2 separate regions of the Mus musculus genome follow, and region 1 is linked to region 2. The links are chromatin contacts, called in public HiChIP or PLAC-seq maps. All regions are on one chromosome and are shown on one strand. Each heading gives the region's core, a stretch centred on a gene start, on an enhancer-like site or on the middle of the called end of the contact. The rest is flanking DNA. Distances are from core to core; before and after follow the strand shown. Region 1 has its middle 35 kb from the start of Egfl6. Region 2 holds the start of Ofd1 (OFD1, centriole and centriolar satellite protein).

The links. HiChIP or PLAC-seq counts read pairs in DNA pulled down with a chosen protein or histone mark.
Region 1: a contact with region 2 is called in an H3K27ac HiChIP or PLAC-seq map of embryonic stem cells, with 15 read pairs. The contact joins the enhancer-like site here to the promoter of Ofd1 in region 2. A contact is called at or near these places in 5 of 39 promoter capture datasets (the 3T3-L1 cell line, the C10 cell line, hippocampal neurons and 1 more), 2 of 484 Hi-C or Micro-C datasets (both in uterus), 8 of 115 datasets of contacts at active chromatin or transcription factors (bone marrow-derived macrophages, embryonic stem cells and large pre-B cells) and 4 of 9 other capture datasets (adipose tissue, embryonic stem cells, liver and 1 more).

What each region holds. Positions count from the first base shown.
Region 1 is chrX:166,617,696-166,624,561 of GRCm38.p6, forward strand. No RefSeq gene overlaps it. Among named protein-coding and RNA genes, the nearest start is that of Egfl6, 35 kb to the left of the region's middle. Within about 2 kb of position 4,141, at least 25 of the 459 cell types and tissues checked have an H3K27ac peak or open chromatin away from gene starts, as enhancers often do. A contact at or near this core is called in embryonic stem cells, pancreatic islet and uterus, where this site is marked.
Region 2 is chrX:166,439,435-166,446,193 of GRCm38.p6, forward strand. It overlaps Ofd1 (OFD1, centriole and centriolar satellite protein), which reads right to left and starts at 1,270. Exons shown (of 23, transcript NM_177429.3): 1 at 846-1,270; 2 at 595-693. The coding sequence starts at 860. It overlaps Trappc2 (trafficking protein particle complex 2), which reads left to right and starts at 1,321. Exons shown (of 5, transcript NM_025432.4): 1 at 1,321-1,405.

The DNA.
Region 1 (6,866 bases), core at 2,891-5,390, 180 kb after region 2:
TGGAGCTCATAGACATGTACCAAGACTGTTGGCCACCCACCTTATTCCCTATAGACCAATCAGTTTAAAAGTCACACTGTTCTGCCAATCACATTGTGCCTAATGGCTGCTGCCTGGGGAACTGTGTAAAGGCTCACTGGACGGGCTGTGCATGGTCGTTCTCTCCCCATGTGCAGGGCACCCCTAACATGTTGGAATAATAAACTCCTCTTGCTTTTTGTGTCGATTCCTGGCTCTGAGCCGTTCACTCAGGGAGTCCCCAGTAAGCTAAGGCTAGCCAGAGTCTTAGACTGGCATGTGCCACCACACCTGGCAGAATCTAAATCATAAAAAGAAAACCCAACCAAATCCTAGTTAGGGTTACTGTTATGAAACAGATGAAACACCATGACTGAAAGCAAACTGTGTAAGAAGAGGTTTATTTTGCTTACATTCCTTATAACTGTTTATCATTGAAGGAAGTCAGGACAGAAATTCAGAACTGGAACCTGGAGGTAGAAGCTGATGCAGAGGTCACGGAGGAGTGCTGCTTACTGGTTTGATCCTCAGGGATTGCTCAACCTGCCTTCTTATATAACCCAGGACCATCTGATCAGGGATGGCACCTTCCACATTGGGCTGAGACCTCCCTCATGGATCACCATTTAAGAAAATGTCCTATAGGCTTGCCTACAGATTTATCTTATGGAGGCATCTTCTCAATTGATGTTTTCCCCTATCTAATGACTCTAGTTTGTATCAAATTGACATAAAATTAGCCAGCACAACAATCATCACAGGCAGGGTATACCACAAACAGAAATGATTGAGGAAAAAGACTAAGGTTTGTTAATAATCAGAACAGAGAATCTGGATGAAAAAACTTACCGTTCCAATAAAGCTGGCTTGAAATGCTGCTGAGTCCAGCATAGCTTTGATAGGGTTGGAATGATATGGTCCCAGCCCCTGGAACAGGGTCACCAGCGTATGGGCCTCCACATGGCTGCTTTGGGTGTAAGGCTTGTTGGTATAATAATGCACGTATTTCCTCATTCCTCTTTTATGGAATGCCACCCTACTTGTTAATGTTAATGTCTCCATGGTAATCAGAGGCAGCATGAGTCCGGGAGGTGAAAGAGTGTCTAATGTCTCAGCAAAATGGTGAACGATGGGACCTTCAGGACAACCCTTAAGGCTGTGGGAAAGAGCTCCAAATTCATGAATCCAAAAGTATACAATTTTTCAACTATGCAAAATATAAGGATGTAATATGAATTAGATGAGGGGCTTCAAGGAACTAAAGGAGCAAAAGCAGCTGCACTGAGGACCAAGTTGTCAGAAAGATGCTAAGGAAGGAGATAGAGATCTCAGGAGATCCCATCCCGCTCAGTTTCTTTGCTTATACTTACAAAGGCAGCCGGATTCCTGAGTTCAAAGTGAGCCTGAGACAGAAGGAATTTAGGTCCAGGGCCAGGCAAGGTAGAAACGGTAATTTCAGGGTGGGGTTCCACCCAGCTATTTTATTCCCAGTGTTTAACAAAGGCAAGCAGATCTCTGGATTCTTTTGAAAGGTTAAAAAAAATGTGTGCTTGCAGTCTAATGAGAATTGAGGGTCTGATGTCTTTGGGTGCTGATTTGTAGAATAATCAAAAGGAAACCTGCAGTGAATGACTGAATTGATATGTAAAATAAAAGAGTGGGCTTATGCTCTCCACTAGATGAGCTGTCCAGAGAGTGTTTTAGAACAAGAGAGAACTACTTGGAAATCTGTCTCGATGAGAAAATCGAGAAAGAGCTATCTGGAGATCCCCAGGAAAAGCAGAACAGAGAGAAAACTGGCTAGAAAGCTGGTTTGAGCAGAGCGTAGGCCACCAGCTAGTAACCCATGAGATGACTTTGAATCATTTGTTTCTCTGCTCTCAAACACTCTGAGAACCCTTCTCCAAGCTGAGGCTGGTCCTTGGCAAAATGCAAAACAGCATGGGAGAAAACTCACACCTGGGCTAGCAAACCGAAGTAAGACCTAGAGAGGGGTATGGATTAAGCTTGGTCGGTCAGAAAGGGAACAAGGATTATATTAGGGACAATGCCCACGGGAGAAAATATAGACAATGTTAGGCAATGCTGGAGTGGAAGTGTGTGAAGGACAGAAGGGAGGAAGGTTGCTTGGAGCATCCTAGAATACAACCAAGAAGGGTGGCAGAGTGGCCTGAGTATTTTGGTCTCAGAGTCCACCGTCAGAAGAAAAGTAATTTCTCTTAACAGTGGATCTCTTAAATCATGTCCCAACTCAATCAGCAGCAGGAAAAGTGACTTGGGTGTACACATTTTGATAGATTGCAGAGACAGCCACCAGGCCCCTGGGTTACTAATGTTTTCTATAGCTAGAGGTGTCTAAGATACATCCAGATGATGGTCATAGGCCAGGCCAGACATTTTTCTTATGCCTTTTTGCTTAGGAATCACCCATTTCCATTTGAGATCACATTCAGAGTTGATGTACAAGTCAGTCCGTCTCAAGACTGAGGAGATGGCTTAATTGGCCAAATAGGCGCTTCTTGGGCATGAGGACTGGATTTTGGATCCCTAGCACCCATTTGAAAAGCTGGGCATGCCTGGAAGGCCAGCCCGAAGGAGGAGGAATGATGATTCCTAGAGCTTGCTGGCAGCCTGTCTCGATGCATAGGTGAACTTCAGGTCCAGTGAGAGGCCCTGGCTCAAAAAACAAAAACATTAAGGTGGATGTATTTTGTGGCCCTTACTTTTGCAGGGGAGAGAAAAGGGAAGGGAGAGAGGGAGGGAAGGAGAGAGACACAGACAGAGACAGAGAGACAGAGTGCAAAACATCAGTACATTAGGTATTGATAATATCCAGCAGAAACCGAGAGAGGAAATGCACAGATGGAGTTCTAAGCTGGGAGAGTTCAGGGCAACAGATGGAGATAACACCATCAAATGGGGTGCTCACTGCATGGAGCAAACAATCACCTGGAGAGTTTGAGGCAGTCAGCTGATGCTGCTGACGGAGCTTTTGCTTCATGGATGAACTTCCGGGTTTCATTTTCCACTGAAGGCACGTTTGGACTGTGGGATAAGCCACGGGAATGCCTGTTGGACACAGTTGCCTTTTAGCTAGTCTCAAGGACACTGTTTTCCTTCAGGCGGTTTTGCTGTTCTCTTCCTGAAACCATTTAGGAGTTCAGAGCAGGTTCATTCTCTGCTACTTAATGAGCGAAAAGGCAGGAAAAGTTTGCGAGGCAAGCAAACCCAACGTTTATTCAAGGAGATCAATTTGACTAGAGTTTAAAAGAAAACCACAGGGCAGGGAAGCTGTAAATCTCAGCAGCCAACTTGGAGGAGGAGAACAAAGAGGAGAAGGGAAAGTGCCATGCAGTTTGGGTTAGGCCTGCATGGAGGTCAGCCTCAGGGTGAACCAGCAGCCACTTGGCAGGGAGGGAAGCTTTAGAGAAAGAGTGAAAAAAAGCAGACTTAGCTCAGACTTAGGCTCTGGGCAGCCTGGAAAAGAGAGACACACAGAGAGACAGAGAGAGACACAGAGAGAAATAGTTACGACCCACCTGAACATCCGGGCGGATCATAAGGACTGTGATGGGGGAGGAAATTCTGGGAAGTAAAAGTTCATTGTCTCATTAAAGCCGTAATTATTGCACTTATCTCTTCCTCGAGGCTTACGGAGCCTGCCTTTCTGAGGGGCGTTTCCGTAATCAGGTGATTTATTGTCCTCACTGGATTAAGTTGTTTCTATTTCCACTCAAGTCAGACATTTCATTTTCTTGACCAAAAGGAACCAGTTTTTCCCTTAACTGGTCTTTATTGTTTCTGTATCATTCTCTCCCTATCAGAAAGTGGGCTGGGGGCGGGGGGGGGGGGCGGCGGCACGGGACTCAGCCCTAGACCTTGGATGAAATATGGCTTAAGTATGGCGAAAGGCCAGGGCCAAACAAAAACCAAAACCAACCCTCCCCCAACCAACCAACCAAAGATGGTGATGCTGTGACAAGCTAATGATGGAATGCTGAAACTGGATTGCAGTCCAAGGCTGCAAATGTGTATGAGGAAAATAGCAGACCCAGTGGGGAGGGGAAATCCCTCATCTCTGTTCATTGTCTTCGGAGTCTATTCAAGGATTGAGAACTGGGGCAGAGCTGTGCTGCTCCCACAAAATCTGGCCCAGTTCTTCTGAATGAGAACGCTGCATTTGCATACATTTGGCCTAGAGTTTGTCTACTATTTCATGCTTTGTTCTCATTTGTCTTAGAAGTGGATTTAGAAAGTCAAGTGCATTCAAGGGAGCGGATGGCAAAATCCACCTGTGAAATGAACCCTGGGAGAGATGGAATTGTTGCTTGCATATGAACTGTCAGGCTTGTCCCCACACAGCTTCCTGGCTGTCTGTAACAGTGACTCTCAGGAGCCACTTACGAAATGCCACCAGCTTCTTAGCCCTCAGAATTTCCACCAAAGTTTCAACACACAGCCTTTATCTTCTTTCTACCTGCAAAGTCACTGGTGGAAGAATTTAAAACTGAAGCTAGAGAAATGCTTTCAGGAACTTGGGATTCTCGGCTTAGTCATTTCAAATAGACTTGGGGGCTGTTTAGTGTTTAAAGTTATGTTTAGGTAAGAAAAAAACCGTAAGAAATGCGAGTGGGTATGCAGTAGAAAGTCCCCTCCCTTCCCTCTACAGTGACAAGGGGGAGCTGTACTCCAGCTTGTGCATTTGCAACCCAGAGCTCAGAAATGGCACACCCTTCTGTGAGACAGTACTGGCTTATTACAAAGAGCCACCTTTCTTCATGACTTTGACAAGGCTGTCTTACAGTGTCAGTCACATTGAATCGCCATCACTTGCCTTGAAAATGAAGTCACCTTTTTTTTTTTGTCTGTACCCATTGTTCAGGTTGGGCTCAAATACTTTCTCCTCCTAGGTCCTTGGACTTCTGCCAGATATAAGTTGTAGGAATAAGTTCAGCTCAGCTGATACTTCCAGGCTCCTGGTGTCTCCAAACAATGACAATACGGGGACAAGTGGGTAGTATCAGGAAGAGACCATTTATTGAAGGAAAGGTTTGAGCCTGAGCTGCAGCCAGGCTCAGGCAAGGAAAGAGTTTAAGCCAGGGGCTCTGAGACTCTTTTTTCCCCCTAAGTTTATGGGCTATACATTGTTTTTTTTTTTTTTTTTTGCAGTGCTCTGTTTTGGCAAAGATAGATCACAGTTGGAGGGTTTCCAGTGTCCTGTGGGTTTCTTTCATCTTGATGCCTCTCAGTGTATCTCTCTCTCCCTCCCCCCAACTCTGCCCTACTGCCCCCCCAGACCCTCAGACAATGAGAACTTAGAATGGGCTTTAGCCAGCAGATGACTGTTTTTTCATTTGCATGGTTGGATAAGAGCTGTATAATATAATATATATTTATATATATTATAATATATGTAATATCATATTATTCCTTTTATCATATTATTATTGCATACAAATTTTGTCCAAATCAACCCAGTAAACACCAAGGCTATCTTATATGGCAGGATTTTTAGGCACTGAAGCCACAACAGGAACGTATCATATTTCCACCAAATGGCATTTCAAGCCCAGCTTAGATGTACAGACACAAGTTCTCCATCCACAGGGTGTCTCAGAGGGTTTAGTGCTTAAAGAAACAGATGGGGCCTGGCTTCTGACCAAACCCATATTTTAGCTGTATCCCAAGATACATGGGGAGGCAGAGGAGAGGATGCTGCACATTATGAATGGCCTTTTGTTGTTGTTGTCCCTACTTTGATCAGCAGTCATATCTGTCGTGTTGAAGTGAACTAACTGTTATTTTGTGAGGCTAAGTGGAAAGACAGAATGGGGCTCCAACTGTACTCGCTGGCTGGGGAGCGGAAATGAGAATTTATTCTTTCTGAAGAATTCTTTTGAGAGGAGTATTTAGGAAAGCTTGCCCAAACAGTACTCAGACCATCCATTAGCTCTAGGGATACGGTGTTTTCTAAAGGACTCTGTCTGCTTCAGAGTCGGGTGAGGGAGTTAGTATTTATGCCATGGCCCAGGGCAAGACTTATTGCATAATTGGTCCACAGTAAGATCAAGGTGACCTTGGAGAAAGCTGCCTAGATGTTTCTTTATGCCTGCACCTTATTGCCAAAGCATCTCTTCTTCATGATGTTCGACCCTAACTCATGTTGAGGCTCTACTACAGGTTTACTGCTAAGATTTATTTCTATTTTGTTGATGTGTCTGTGTGAGTGTATACGGGTACCTGTGGAGGCCAGAAGAGGGCACTGATCCTCTGGAGTTGGAGTTAAAGGAGATGTGAGCCACCTGACATGCTGGGAACTGAACTCAGTTCCTCCAGAAGAGAAACATAGTGCTCCTAACTGTTTAGCCATCTCTCCAGACCTGAATTTTCATTTTTTATTATTTAATTCTCTCTCTCTCTCTCTGTGAGTGAGTGTGTGTGTGTGTCTGTATGTGTCTGTGTCTGTGTCTGTGTCTGTGACTGTCAGTATGTGACCTCAGTTGTCTGTGAAGACCAAAGGCAATAACTTCCAGAGCTGGAGTTGCAGGCTGTTGTGAACTGCCCAATGTGGATATTGGAGACCAAATTCAGGTCCTCTGTAAAAGCAGTAAATATTCTCAACCCTGAGGAATCTTTTCAACTTCAGGTTTCTGTTAATGTACACAGGGACAAAAGTCCAATCTCAGGGGGAGGGGTGGCAGTGGAGAAGGAATGTGCTTCTTTCATTTGAAACATCCCTCCAGTTGGTTGAAATAGGCTCCCACATATTCCTTACTGCATCTGAACCACAGCGTGGCAATTTATCCTCAGACTAAACAATCCATCAAAAATCTGTCTAACTGCACAAA
Region 2 (6,759 bases), core at 20-2,519:
AGGTATATTGTAAGGAAACACATTGAACTAACTCCATCCCTTGCTGCTACCCAAACTTAAGATGTTCTAATAAACAGTTGCTATTCATTTAAAATATCCACACTCTAAAATATCTTATGTGTACTTACTATTACTGACACAGGGTATCACTATGAAGTCTTGGCTGACCTGGAACTGGCTATTTGGCCCAGCTACCCTCACAAGAGATGTGCCTTCCTCTGCTTCCGAAGAACTGGGATAAAGGCGTGTGACAAGACACCTGGTACCATTCCACTATAGATTTTTTTCTAGGGAGTATCATGAAACAGACTGGGCTTCATTTTGTTGTTCTCAGACATGTAGACCACAGTACTCTGCTCACATTACCCTCTGCAGTCCGTTCCTCGCAAGTCCCCCTCCTGCTCACTACATAGACGTAGCATGATCAAAGCGAGACTGGGAACAAGATTTGTAACAGCAGCTTAGTTTTATGGCAATGTGTTCATTATACAGGTTATGTGCTACCTTAATGAATGAATTTAAATGTGGAGCCACCTGCGGTTAAAGGTTACACTTGTGGAAGTATAACGACACGATTGTGCCTAAATCTGATACCTGAAGTGTGTCCAGTACACCCCGATCCTTAAACGTCTGGTATAGCTTTTTGCGCAGTTCATCTTGACTCAACACATCAGACTTGTGGGGCATGTTGGACTGAAAAGAGAAAATGATGGGTTACCTAGTGTCAACGTGGACCTGAATTTCAGAAATCAGTGACCTCACCGGAAGCCCTAAGATGCTTAACGGACATCAAAACAAAGAGATGTCCAATCGGAAAAACCCTGGAAAGTGGCAGGTGGAACTACCTGAGCCATCCTCATCTGCTTTCCTCCCGAGCTCGCCCCTCCACGGTCGGACTCCTCGGCCCGGGCCGGGGCGCAGGAGGAGAGGGAGCCCTTGACCTCGGAATCCAGCTTGTCTCTGGGGACCTAGGGGAGCAAGAGAGCTAAACATTCAGCCCCTAACTCGTCAAGCAGCCGCGCTTCCTCCCACGGTATGGGAAGGGTGGGCGGGTCCGCGAGCCAGGAGGGACTCTGGACGGAATAAAGACGGAAACGACAAGCGAGGGCCCCGAAGCGGCCGCTCAGTCGGCAGTTTTCCCTGCTCCGTAGCTCATCCCTACACTGCCCGCCGCCCGCCGCCTGCTCCGCCCGCTCCGGCCGCTCGGCCCGCTCGGCCGGCTCAGCCTAACCGCCCAGGCTTTGGCCCTCCGTGACGCCTGCGCGCTCTTAGGCGAGCAGTCCCGGCCACGTCTCGCGAGAGCATAGCCTCAGATCTCGCGAGAGTGATTTTGGGACTCCCAGGCTGAGGCTCCCGAGCGCAGATTAAAGAGGCGGCCGGTTCTCATCTCGGCTCCTCCCTACAGGTGAGCTCTGGAGGGAAGCAGGCGGCGGGCGTTCCGGGTCCGCGGGGGCATCCAGGCCTCCCGTGATGCGAACAGTGGTCTTCTACCTCTACCCAGCCCTGACTCGGGACAGCACGCCCAGCCCCCCGGCGCCGAGTAATCCCCGTTCTCCTAGTTGGTATAGCCTCCGTGTCCCCTTGGAGGGGACCTCCGCGCACTGGGACGGAGGCTTGGCGTTCTCCAGGTCGCTAACGCAGTGCATCTTCATTGCAATGCCATTGCCCTTTGCAGCCGGTTTACTGTAGAAAGCGGTCTCGGGCATCGTAGGTTGACCGCATCCTTGGTCAGTTTCCATTAAATGCCAGTGGTACCCTACCTCGCCCTCCAGACTTTGACAGATGCTCTCAAAGAGGGCAAAAGCGCATCTCCTTGAGAAGCACGGAGCTTCATTTTATAGAAAAGCCCCACTAGTTTTGCTGATCTGTGGGGCAAGTTGAATTTACAGCTGTCAGGAGCAAGTTTCTGAAAGGTTCCTCCATAGAGAGATTTGCTATAAATATGGACGGCTTTGAACTGGGGTGCATGCGTTTTATCTTGTGTTTGCCTGTTAACTAAAATGTTTAACTTGTAAGGATTTCTAAATTCATCCTGCTCTTGCACTAGTAGTCTTCCACCATTGCACCATATGAATTTTTAGCTTCCTGGTAACTTCAGATGTCAGCCCTGGGCTTGGCCTTTACAGCAGTTTAGAATAAGCCTGTCAAGTCTAGAGTTAAAAAAAAATACTTGATCTTGTGTATGTACTGCACTCCCTCAAACCCATACCAGACATGAATAATTGATCATAGCCATTCGACCACACTGTTTCTCAGCACCAACTCCTGACAGCCATACCAGACATGAATAATTAATTGATCACAGCCTTTCACTGCTGACCACACAGTTTCTCAGCACCAGCTCCTGGCAGCCATACCAGCAAAGCAGATTTTGCTCATAAGGAACCACGAGCTATCCCTAGTCAAATCCCTTTCCTACTAGACATTATATTTCAAGAATATACTAAACACCCACCACAGAACACTTCATCCTCACTTAGCTTAAAACACCCTCGACTGGCTCCTTCAGTTGCTCTTATTTTGTTTTGTTTTCAGACCATTCATTGTCTAAGTCCCCACCCACCCCCCTGCTCCCAACATATTGTTTAAAGGTATCCATCATTTGAAATTATGATTTCCAGAACTAAGTATTTTCACAGGAGATGTAATGAGGATGACAGCAGCACTTTCCACACCTTGTTTGGGCACTGTCTTCACTCAGTTTTTGGTTGTTTTGTACTTTTAGATTTATTTTAGAGGTGTGTGTGTGTGTGTGTGTGTGTGTGTGTGTAATGAGTACAGGTACCCACAGAGTCCAGAAGAAGGCATTAGATCCCATAGAGCTGGAGTTACAAGCAATTGTGAGCTGCCTGATGTAGGAGCTGGGATTGAACTTGTGTCCTCTGCAAGAGCAGTATGTTCTCTTAACTGCTGCACAATCTTTTTGCCCCAGCGGTCTTAATCTTTATTCAGCCTAGAATTCTTTAGCTTTTCTTTCTTGACATGTCAGGCTGCTGCTGCCTCACTGAGCAATAAATCCAAACTTTTCGATTCTCATTTCTTTTTCTCTAGGGTTCTCTCCTTTTGTTGTACAGTTGGTTTGTTGTTACTGGTTTTAGTTTTTTGAGGCAGAGTCTCATACTGTGGCCTAGCTGGACCAACTCATAATTGTTCTCTTGTTTTAGCCTCCCTAGTGCTGGGTTTAAAGATGTGAACCACTGTAGCTGGCTTCTGCTGATTTTAAAACTCAAGTACAAGACTATATATATCTCAGTCTCTTATATCTTAATAATTTTATGCAACACTGGTAGACTTACAGGTCCCATGGTGTCTTTCCTGTTACCCCATTTTGAGGCAGGGTCTCCCTTTATATAGTCTTGGCTGTCCCTGGTCTTATATGCAAGCCATGCTGTCTGAACCTCACAAAGATCCATCTGCTTCCCCGTCACAAGTGCTGGAATCAAAGATGTATAGCAGCAGACCTAGCCCTGGAGATGATTTTTATTCCTCACTTTGGTCTGCTAGGAAACTCTTAATAGTTACCTTGTATTTGAATGTGATAAGTTGTCTTTAAGTTACTGAGTTAGTACCAGCCATGATAGCACAGACCTACAATCCACGCACTCAGGAGGCTAAAACAAGAGGATCATGAGATCAAAGCCAGCCTGGGCAACATAGCAAGACCATGTCTCAAAACAAAACATATACACATACACACACATGCACATACACTCCAGGAAAAGAAAAAACACTCAGATGTTTCTGGGTATTAATTTTAAGTCAGCTTTAGGTTGCCCCTTATTCAGCAAATAACGAGTGTTGGCTGGATCACTGGCACTGTCAGAACCCTGGGGATATTATACAGAACAGAACAGTGTGTCTATTATCTTTGGGGACTTCTTTCTGTCACCCAGGTTATAGGTCTCTAGTGTGCTCCTACATAGATACCAAAATACCCAGAAAATTTACTGTCCACCTACCACATTTCCTTTTCAGAGCAGAAAAGTGAAGTTTGATGTAGTTTGTTCTTAGTATAAGTAGAGAATTAAATGAATAATAACCTGGATGTGATGTTAGTCGTGGTTTCTTAACTTATACTGAATGAGCTACTGTACAGAAAACAAAAAAAGGTCCTGACATGCTATCTGACCAAAATCGGCCAGGTAACACCTACTTAGGTTGGTGTTTTAGTCTCGTGAATATACCCCGTCATAGATGAGAAGATATCCTTTTATCTGTTTCTGAAAATTGGAATAGCATTACCTGTCTCTTAGCATATAGAACCTTTCTGTGCCTATGATTTCTTTAATGTCACTTAACAGTAGATGGAGAGTTGTTGATCCAAGCTATATAATTGGCCAGGACCTGAAGACTTTTTTGAATTGAAATGCTTAGGAAGTTTTCTAATATCTAACATGCAGTCTTGAAATTTGCATCCTGCACCGCCTGCCTGCCCCGCTGCTGGGAAGTTATGCTTTGTATGTAACAGGGAGAATGGAAATTAAGCAGATTTGCATCTTTTGTTATTTCCGTGTATGTCCAGTGCTGGAAGCCCTTCTTTTCCTAATGGTCACAACCTAGAAGCATTGGCTTTTCTTCCATAGTTTGTACACTTAAGTTCTCCTTTAATTTTGCTCTTTTCGTGGAGCCTGGCTAGCTTTGAGCTTAGGACCTGCCTGCCCTAGCTTCCGTGGTGCTAGGATAGCATGTCTGCTTTAATCTGTGTATTTGGGGATCAGCTAATAAGCACCTATTTTATCCATAGGGACTGTAACATTTTCAAAAGTTGTAGAGATTAAGATGCTTAGTGGCTTCTATATTAGATAGTATGGTTATAGAGCATGCCTATCTTGGCAGAAAGTTTACTAGCGTGGACAACAAAAGTGTGGAGCACCTTTGCCCAGTGCCCAGCATGAGGTAAGCCTAAGAACAGCAGCTAAGTCTAAATGCTGCATACGTTCTCTTACATATGAGAGCTAGGTTGAAAAACATTTGCAAATAAAAGAAGAAGTGGGGACTGTTTGAGAGAGGTAAGGAGGGAGTAACAAGAAGGTGGTAAGGAAATGGAGATGACCAAAGTGGGTCTCAGTGACTGTGTGAAGTGCTTTCTGTTTGGATGGATGAAGATGGCCTGGGAAAGCCAGTGTTTATGCAGTAAGTAAGTACTAAGGGGAAAAAGCTCTGTCTCACGCCTAGTTGAGTAGCTTGTAAGAGAACCCTTTCCTATTCTATTTAATGGTATCCTTAGACAAGACACTTCTATACCATTTGCACATCCCATAAAGGAACTGTGGGGCATGATGTGGGTTATCTTTTTGTGCCTGCATTTCCTTCTGCTGTCTGGGGGCTCCCTCCTATGCGATTGTGGCTATTTGTGCCGAACAAAGTAAATCCTTCCCTTGGCATACTGCAGCCCTTTATAGCAGGAATTCATGATATCATTGCTTAGTTGCTTCAAACTTCAAGTTCTCTTTCCTTTCCTTTTCTCTGTGACTACTGCAAAGGCTTCCTAGCCATGCATAGTTTTCTATCATTCCTACTTATCCTTGTTATCCACTTTTAATATTGGATCCTTTTTCTTGTCTTTCTCCTAAAGCTAACAGCTTGTTCTGGAAAGGACTAAATGGTAAATAATTTCGGGCTCTATGCTAGGTAGTCTCTGTTGTCAGTGCTCAGCTCTTCCATTGAAGGATGAAAGCAGGTTTTAGACAATAGTAGTAGGGTGCATGAGGTTAAGTTTTGGCCTGCAGTCTGCAAGTGTGGGCTCCTTCCTGCCCTAGATAATGTTCTAAACACTTCTTTGTGCCAAAAAGTGTCTCACGTTTGTCTTCCACAATTATAGACTTCCATTTTGAAATGTGCTAACTTTGCCTTGCTTTTCTTCATTAGGGAACACATTCCCAATTTCTTTGGTTATCATTGATTTTTCTGTGAATCAGCAGACGACCTAGGGGGGCTTGGTAAGCTGTGGTCTTTCATGGCTTCAGATGTCCAGGAGGCTAACTAGACAGTCCAGTTGCCTAGATTCTGATACAATACTGAGGAGTTAGCTGTGTCATGTATTCTTCCATGTTATTCTAGATAACACTTAATCAAGCACTCACTGTCAGCCAGACACCCTTTGTTAGATTTCTATGCTTTACATATGTTAGGTTATGTAGTAAGCCTCCTACACATCAGTAAAGTCGCTCCAGTGTTGCCACTGTTGTATAGATGAGGAAACAGACAGGGTGATTAAACTGGAACCTATGGTCACAAGTGAGACCCAGAACCTGGCTTTGTCTAAATCCAAAGCTCTTGTATATACATACTAAAATCCACCCCATCTACCAAGCAGCTTTCTGATCATTTCTGTTGAAGCCCGTGGAATAGGGTTGGTGCAGTCAAGGCACTTGCCACCGAGCCTGACAACCTAGGTCTGATCCTTAGGGCTCACATGGAAGCAAGAGGTAACTGATCTTCATGGTGCATGCAGATACACCTACTCACCCAGCACACACACACACACACACACACACACACACACCACACACATACATGTAAAACTGTGGAATACTTAGTTTCTGCCTACCTTACCCAAATTTCTCTCATTTTTGTTGTTGTTTATTTTTATTTTGAGACAGTCTCTATTATATAGCTGTGGCTGCCTCAGAACTTGCTATATAGACCAGACTGGACTGGAAGTCATAGAAATCCACCTGCCTCTGCTTCCCAGATGCTGGGATTAAAGACTTGTCTATTATGCCTGTCAGGCTTTTATAATAAATTAGTGTATGTAGA